Linked DNA regions of Mus musculus: region 2 is linked to region 1. A link is a contact called in public HiChIP or PLAC-seq data. All regions are on one chromosome and are shown on one strand. Each heading gives the region's core, a stretch centred on a gene start, on an enhancer-like site or on the middle of the called end of the contact. The rest is flanking DNA. Distances are from core to core; before and after follow the strand shown. Region 1 holds the start of Tma16 (translation machinery associated 16). Region 2 has its middle 60 kb from the start of Nat1.

The links. HiChIP or PLAC-seq counts read pairs in DNA pulled down with a chosen protein or histone mark.
Region 2: a contact with region 1 is called in an H3K4me3 HiChIP or PLAC-seq map of stem cell-derived neural progenitor cells, with 4 times the contacts expected there. The contact joins the enhancer-like site here to the promoter of Tma16 in region 1. A contact is called at or near these places in 10 of 39 promoter capture datasets (the 3T3-L1 cell line, 3T3-L1-derived adipocytes, the HPC-7 cell line and 5 more) and 9 of 115 datasets of contacts at active chromatin or transcription factors (astrocytes, embryonic forebrain, embryonic limb bud and 5 more).

The regions. Positions count from the first base shown.
Region 1 is chr8:66,484,604-66,488,583 of GRCm38.p6, forward strand. It overlaps Tma16 (translation machinery associated 16), which reads right to left and starts at 1,927. Exons shown (of 7, transcript NM_025465.3): 1 at 1,809-1,927. The coding sequence starts at 1,811.
Region 2 is chr8:67,429,264-67,433,243 of GRCm38.p6, forward strand. No RefSeq gene overlaps it. Among named protein-coding and RNA genes, the nearest start is that of Nat1, 60 kb to the right of the region's middle. Within about 2 kb of position 2,083, at least 32 of the 459 cell types and tissues checked have an H3K27ac peak or open chromatin away from gene starts, as enhancers often do. A contact at or near this core is called in embryonic forebrain, forebrain and stem cell-derived neural progenitor cells, where this site is marked.

The DNA of each region.
Region 1 (3,980 bases), core at 677-3,176:
TCAGCACACCTAGAAGCAAACAAACCACTTCCCCACCCGAGCCTTACCAGTTAAAGCTTTCAGAATCCATTCCTCAAAGGCATTATATTTAAGGGGTTTCTTTTTGGTTTTTTGTTTTTGTTTTGTTTTTTGCTATGCAATCCTGTATTTTGGCCCATCTATATTATTTAAAGAGTCAGAATTGACTTTCTATAAGAGAAACCAAAAATAAAAATGGCTTAACCTAAATAGTTTTAGTCTCTTCTGGTTCACTTAAGGAGGCAGGCGCCCCCTACCCCGTTAGCCCATAATCTCCCAGACAGTCTGCAAGGGCTTAAAACCTGCCCTCCACTCTAGCCCTGAGTGGAAAAGAAACCTCAGGAAAGTTGTCCTACACCCTTTGCCCAAGTTCTACTGACCAAAACCTACTGTTACATAAAATAGATGAATATATATAATTTTTAATCTCTGAGAAAAAAAAAGACTATTAGGGAACAGGTGGTCCCTAATATTCCTCTTCAATAGTCACTCCTCTAAAGGCCAAATAGCTCTTGAAGCTTTTTCAAACCTGTCAGTTACCTTTATTCAACCCATACAATCAGGCCTAGGTTGCTCTATTGTTAGACCCCTTTACAAAGAAGTCGAAAAAATCTGTCTACAGTGTTAATCCAGTATAGAGTTTCTTTCCCTATTGAAAGAGATCAGCTTGGTTCTAAGCTTTAGCACAGAAAGCCATCTCTTCCAACTTTCTTCTCCAGCATTTCCTTCACACAGCTCCTTCTCCCCATTCTTACTGAAGATCACTATTCCAGAATAAACCACACTGCAACTTGAGACTACACTTGTTATCTCTGTCTGTAATTCTTTCCTTCCCTTTTCCTTTGCTAAGACAAAGCTCGAAATAATCTCAAAAAAACTCTCCAAATAATTAAAATGTTCATCAATTCCTCATTCACACAATTCTCTTAGACATTGGTCATTTTTTCATTAATCTGATGAGAGAAGGCACGTCTAAGTCTGAAACCCATCTGAGGTTGGCTATGAATAAAAAAATAATAATCTTAAAGCCGTAAGAACACACACATGGAGGATAGTGGGGCAAATGAGAAACGAGATTAAACATCAAACATACACATGGCGAAAACAGATTCTCACAAATTGTTCTCCGATATCCACACGTACATAAAATCAGTTATAAACATAAATTCGGCCAGGCGGTGGTGGCGCACCCCTTTATTCCCAGCACTTGGGAGGCAGAGGCAGGCGGATTTCTGACTTTGAGGCCAGCCTGGTCTACAAAGTGAGTTCCAGGACAGCCAGGGCTATACAGAGAAACCCTGTCTCGAAAGAAAAAAAAAAAAAACATAAATTCGGATACTGTGAATGAGCTCTTTATATCGCTATACATAAACCGTTTATAACACTCTTAACTACTGTCTTAAAATGCAAACAAAACAGCATTGTTGCCCGGTAGGAATGGGAGTTGTAGAGGCAGGACTAAAGTCAGAACAGAAGGGCTGCGGGCCGATGCACCTCGTGGGTGGCTGTGACCCTGGGCAGGGGAGACCTGCACTTGCCCCAGGGCAGAGGTGGGTGGATCCACAAAGCGGTATTAGTTAAGGCCCTCAGGAAAATGAGAAACCGGGAGACGTGGACAACGCCACCCAGAGCGAGTTGAGAACGCGCTGGAGCACTCCGATCCTGGGGCAGCACCGGGGGCCCACCACCGCCCCACGCAGCCACTCCGAGTCCCGGCTTCTCCCGGGTCCGAGCTTGTACTCCCCGGCCGCCCGACCAGAGCCTCCCGGAGAACCTAAGGGGCCGCTCACCATGGCGATGTCTTGGCCACCGAGGCCGGGCGATGTCCCGATGCGACAATTTCACAGAGGGCAGCGCAGCCGCTCTCAAGTCCGCTTCTTCCCTAACACACGTGGGCCCCGGGGGAAACAAATAGGGGCGGACAGGAAGGGGAGGAGCTGGTGCTTTCTCTAAAGCGTCCCTAGAAACTGAGACGTAATGTTTTTCCGCCCGCCTTGTTTTACAGCCCGGGAGCCACACAAAGGCGGGGAGAGTAGAGAGAGAGAGAGAGTCGAGCTCAGAGAACAGAAGTCTGTCTGTCTTCTGTTTCTGACTGAAAGGCCGGCCTTGAGTATCGGCCAGAAGGCAGCTCTCCATGGGCGAGCAACTTGTTAGGAGATAGCATTACCTCACCTAGAGGTGCCCATCTCCCAGAATGGTGTAAATTCAGCCTTCACTTTTCCTTTGATTTTCTCTACCATTTTCTTTCTATATCTAAAGCCTGTCTCTCCGGCCTTGTTATTCCGTTTTTGAACAGCATGGTAAAATTTGATAGAAAGTCTTACGTAGTAATTATTAATCAAATGCCTAGTACATGCTACGCATTGAAGGTACTTTGACAGTTTCCCTACTTTCTTTTTTGTATAATTTCTATCTGTAGTGGGACATAAAGAAGTTAGTATTTCAAATACTATTATAATATAAATTATTACCATAGACTAAGTGGATTTAACATACACAAAAAAGGGGAGGAGATGAAGGATCAGGAGGAGAAGGGATGGGAGAAGAGGAGATGTATGGGGGAGTGTTAGGAGAGGGATATGGGAGAAAGGGGGGGCGAGGAAGAGGATGACAATGAATGGATTCCTTGGACCCTATCAGACAACTCTGAAATAAAACTAGAATCCAACAGCAAGAGAAACTACAGGACTTAAAACAAATACTTGGACACGTAATGGTACAATTTTAAATGTACAGTGGGTCACTGAAGAAATCAAGGAGAAAATTCTTAGAAACAAATGAAAATCATAGGCACTCTACGAGCTAGCTAAAGCATCCTAACAGGAAAGTGAGTATTTACAATAAAGCAAAATGAGAGTTTCCAAGTGAAGTAATAATTCATCTTAAGGTTCTAGAAATAAGAAGTCACTCCCAAACCCAATCACTGGATAAATAAATAAATTCATCAATCGATCACTATTAAAGCGGGACCTAATGAAATAGAGACCAAAAAAACCCTCAATACATAGGAATAGCTAAAGCAATCGTTTTTGTTAAAGGACAACTGTTAGTATTTTGTCTAAGCTCCACAACACAGTTATCTGGCAACAGCCAGGTAGGTTCTGCCCCCCCAGTTACCTGGCGTGGTCCCTCAGGGGGAAGGGCTGTGGGCCCACGGAGGCATCCCCTTCCCCATGCCTGACTACACCTCCACAGAATATATCCCCCCTTTATCTTTTTATAAACACATCAATAACAAGACTGATTAAACCCCTAGCCAAACTAGCAAAAGAAATCCCAAATTAATAAAAGTAAAGGTGAAAGCAGGAATTGTAACAACAGACTCCAGTGAAATTCAGATAATCTATAGAATACTTGGAAAATTTTATTTCAAAATGCTGATAAACATCAAAGTATTTGATGTATTTCTAAACATGTATGACACACCAAGATCCCTGAAAATATAATACAGTAAATGTGTTCATTATATGTAATAAGATTAAAAGCAATAATTAAAAGTCTCATCCAAAGAAATGTCTAGAATCAGATGGACTCATGGCTGAATTCTACCAAACTTTTTTTTTTTTTTTTTTTTTTTTTCTGAGACAGGGTTTCTCTGTGTAGCCCTGGCTGTCCTGGAACTCACTTTGTAGACCAGGCTGGCCTTGAACTCAGAGATCCTCCTACCTCTGCCTCTCAAGTGCTGGGATTAAAGGCGTGCACCACCACTGTCCTGCCCAAAATTTTAAGAAAGTCCTGATACTAACACTTCTTAAATCATTTCTCAAAGTAGAAAATGAAGGAGTACCTAGTTTATTCTATGAAAGCAGTATTATCTTGAATAAGCTCAGATAAAGACATAGCAGTTACAGACTAATTTTCCTGATGAACAAAGCTGCAAAAAAATTGTGAACAAAATAATTGCAAACCAAACACAATTAAAATACATTACATAATTTAAATGTATTCAAAATATATAGTAT
Region 2 (3,980 bases), core at 833-3,332, 940 kb after region 1:
TACTTGGTCCAAACCCATGGAAACCCTTTGGCAACTCCATCTCCAGGGTTAATATGTACTTATAACACACACACACACACACACACACACACACACACACACACACCATACACACTTTTCTGGTTTTTGTAGTTTAGGGCACTGCCTCAGCTCCATACTCTCCCCAGCCAGCCTGAAAGAAAGAGGGGTCTCATTTTTCCCTGTAATTCCCTTCCCAGTTGTCCTTCCTGGTCCAAAGAAGGATAGGAACCAGTAGTCACCCTCCAGGCTCTCACACCATGCATCATAAACATCATTGACCTGTGTCTGGGGCAAAGCAGGATGACACTTTTACAGCAACCAGAGAGGTGTGGCCTAGCCTCACTTCCTTCCCATAGTTTCATGCAATGACATTTGGGGAGAAACTCTCACTCCATCATGGTGGGGAAAAGCGGTGGTGGGTGCTTTTCCTCCTGCCTCAGGCTGAGGCTCTTGCCCAGCCTTCCCTTCTGTGAAGAAGATGCAAATACAGAGCCCCAGAGTGCACACATGGGTTTGCACATAGCCGCTTGTTCGTGCCTTTTCTATTTGGCCCTCTGTGCAATGCAGGTCAGAATCAAACTCTCAGCCTGCTGCAGGATGGAATCAGGAATGCAGAGGTACAAGAGACTGCAGGACATACACCATTGGTTCTGTCCCCTGTCTCCTGGATTGTGGCCTGGGGGTTCATCCCCTCCCCCTGTGCTCCAAGACAAGAAGGAAGCCAATACCAAGGCTCATCAAGCCCCAGGTATACTAGGATAAGTGGCTGGCAAGAGGGCCCCAATGTGTGCACTGGTAACACATAACCGGTTTTCTTTATTTGGTATTTCTTCTTCTTCTGACCTTCTAGATGGGTATAAGTCAAGGCTTATGAAAATCAAGACCACACAATCCTCAAAACAACACTCATTCACACAAACACACACACATACACACACACACACACACACACACACACACACACACACAAAGAGAGAGAGGAAGAGAGAGAGAGAGAATAAAAAGATAAGTTTTCAATACCTTAGTCACCAGTCTCAAATGGGGAGGGAATTCTATTCTACAAGTACTCAGGTTTTAGAGAGAATGGAAGTAAAAGACTTTTAAGAGACAATCATTAGTTCCTTCTAGTTCCACTTTCAGCAAAACTCCATGTCCTAACTAGAAAGTCTATGAATGTACTTGGTCCAAACCCATGGCAACCCTTTGGCAACTCCATCTCCAGGGTTAATATGTACTTATAACACACACACACACACACACACACACACACACACACCATACACACTTTTCTGGGTTTTGAGGGGTTTTTTGTTTTTGTTTTTTGTTTTGTTTTTTTTTTTTGTTGTTGTTGTTGTTTTGTTTTTTGTTTTTGTTTTTGTTTTTGTAGTTTAGGGCACTGCTTTAGCTTCATACTCTCCCCAGCCAGCCTGGAAGAAAGAGGGGTCTCATTTCCCCCTGTAATTCCCTTCCCAGTCTTCCTTCCTGGCCCAAAGAAGGATAGGAACCAGTAGTCACCCTCCAGGCTCTCACACCTAAAGTCTCTATTAGAGATAGACTTTACCCTAGACTCTCTGGGAAATTCCATAAACCAGGAGGATCCTGTGAATGTTCTGAACATGGCAACCAACCAGATTCTCAAGGCATCACACCATCACCCCCTTGTCCTCTTCCAAGAAACAGGACATCGTCAGTCAGTCTCTATCACATGCTATTTGGCTGGTTTCTCAAATACTAAAAAGAAAGATCTATGGAAGACCCTAAAATGAAAAATGTTGATTTGCTTGTTTTCCCCATGAGGTCTGGCCAGTAGGTGAAAGTTTACATTTCAGTGACACCCTCCAGCCAGATGTGTTTTGTAGAAGACAAGAAAGTGGTCAGAATACCCTATGCACAGGCTTTAAGAGAAAAGCTCAAACTATATTGATAATATACAACCAGAAAATATCTAACTTTACGCTCTGCATGAGCAAAAATGGAAATACTCAATAACAGAGGTATCCTTGAGGGACAGAGACCCAACTTAAGCCCCGCCAACTAAGCACAGTCTTGCAACCAGCCTCTGTCCTTCACCATTGTGTTCAGCAGGTGGCAGCAGTGGGACAGATTTTTAAAAGGCCGAGTTTACATCCTCTTCACAATGAGAGATTTAAAGCTTCGTGTAAGAAGTTTTAGGAACTCTTCTCTAGGATCTTGGATAATTCTTATAGGGATTCCAATATACCGTCATCATATTTGGTGGGTGGAACATCCTATCCTTTCTCGCTATCCTATGGCAGATGAAAAGCTCTAACGACTTTACAAAATGCTTGCAGTAAATGCAGCCTTCCGCCAGGGGGCACTTACAGTACCAACAATGGGTACTGTAATGAATTACCAAGTAAGATGTGAGAGTACTGCTATTACAGGATTTTAATGTTTTGTAGGAGTGAGATGTGTGAACAAACTGGGAGGTCCACCCCAGTTTAAAACTAGCTGAGCGAGGGCCTTTCAAATGCATGCAAATGGAGACCCTGGGATTCCTAAAGGCCAAGTTGTATTCACTTTATCCCCCAGTTGCCTCTTGAAGTCTACAAAGCTCTTTGCCCACAGGTGCCTCCTAGTCAAACCAAGGAGCTGTGCTCTTTGTCAATAGCATAGCCCAGCTGACGGGGGTAGGGGGGTGGGGCGGGGGAAGAGAGGGTGGAAAGGGCCAGGCTGTTGATTGCTGGGGAAAAGATACCACCTAATATCATCTATGTAGTTCTGTGAAGACAATTAAGGCTGCCTCCTTTGCAAACAGGAAGGCTATTGGATTAGGAAGAATCTACCCATCACACCGCACTTCCCCAACGCCAACCCACAAGGTGCTTACTTCCCAGGATGCCATTGATAGGCAGTGTTCTATTGATAAGCAAAGGGAATGTTGGGAATGTGATTGTCCCCAGTTTCAAAGGAAGCCAGGATCAATCACAAGCAGGCCTTGTGCAGGCTAGCCTGACTGAAACTATTGAGGGCATTCTACTGCTCTTTCATTACAATCCTTTATACTTGAAGAGGAAGCCCTAGGTGAAACGATGCGTAACTCCCTGGTCTCTTATTCTGGAACCGGCTCCAAATCAATAAATGGAAAAGATTCCCCCCTTACCTTCCTTGTACATGAGGAAATCAGTTAATGTGGCAAATACCAGTCATTCTGAAGATCCTGACTGACTCTTTGGGGCAGAACATCCCAAATACTAAATCTGGAGGTCACCGATCAAGTCAGCCACTGCTATTCAATGTTCAAAAATAGATTTATCAATAAATATGAAAACATACATAGAACAAAAATGCAGGCCCAGTATTTAAGGCAGCTCAAAAGCCAGTGCCCAGGGAGCAGAGATAATCAAATAAAGCCAATACAAATCCACCTAAAGCCAGGACAGCCTCCCTGCCATCACCAATACCCGATGGAAACTGGATCTAGACTAGAATTAAAGCCCACAAGAGATACAGGATTTCTTATTAATTACACTCGCCAGGCTCCTTCCAATATTATTATTTCCTGTATAAGGAAATCACACTGAGAGCAGTTGGTAGTTCATTAGCTGAGTATGTACTACTTTGGCCAAAGCAAGTGGTTTGCAGTTTTAGACCCAAAGTCGCTTTCTCCTTAGTCACTTTAATACACACTCAGTAGCCGTTTGCATTTGAACAGATGAATTCAGCAGCCTCTATTACGTAACCATCTACCACCAGACTGACCCCAATAACGAGACAATTATTATTTATTATAGCTCAGGCCTTAGCTTAGACTATTTTCCAACTAGCTCATATAATTAATTAAACCCATCTATACTAGTATGTGCTTGCCATGTGACCTGTTATATCTCTCTGTGGCCAAGTGATTACAACTTCCTCCCTGTCTGATTAGTATATGCCCACCCACCCGATTCTTCCCAGAGTTCCTCTCTCTCTGCCTGGAAGTCCCACCTTCCCTA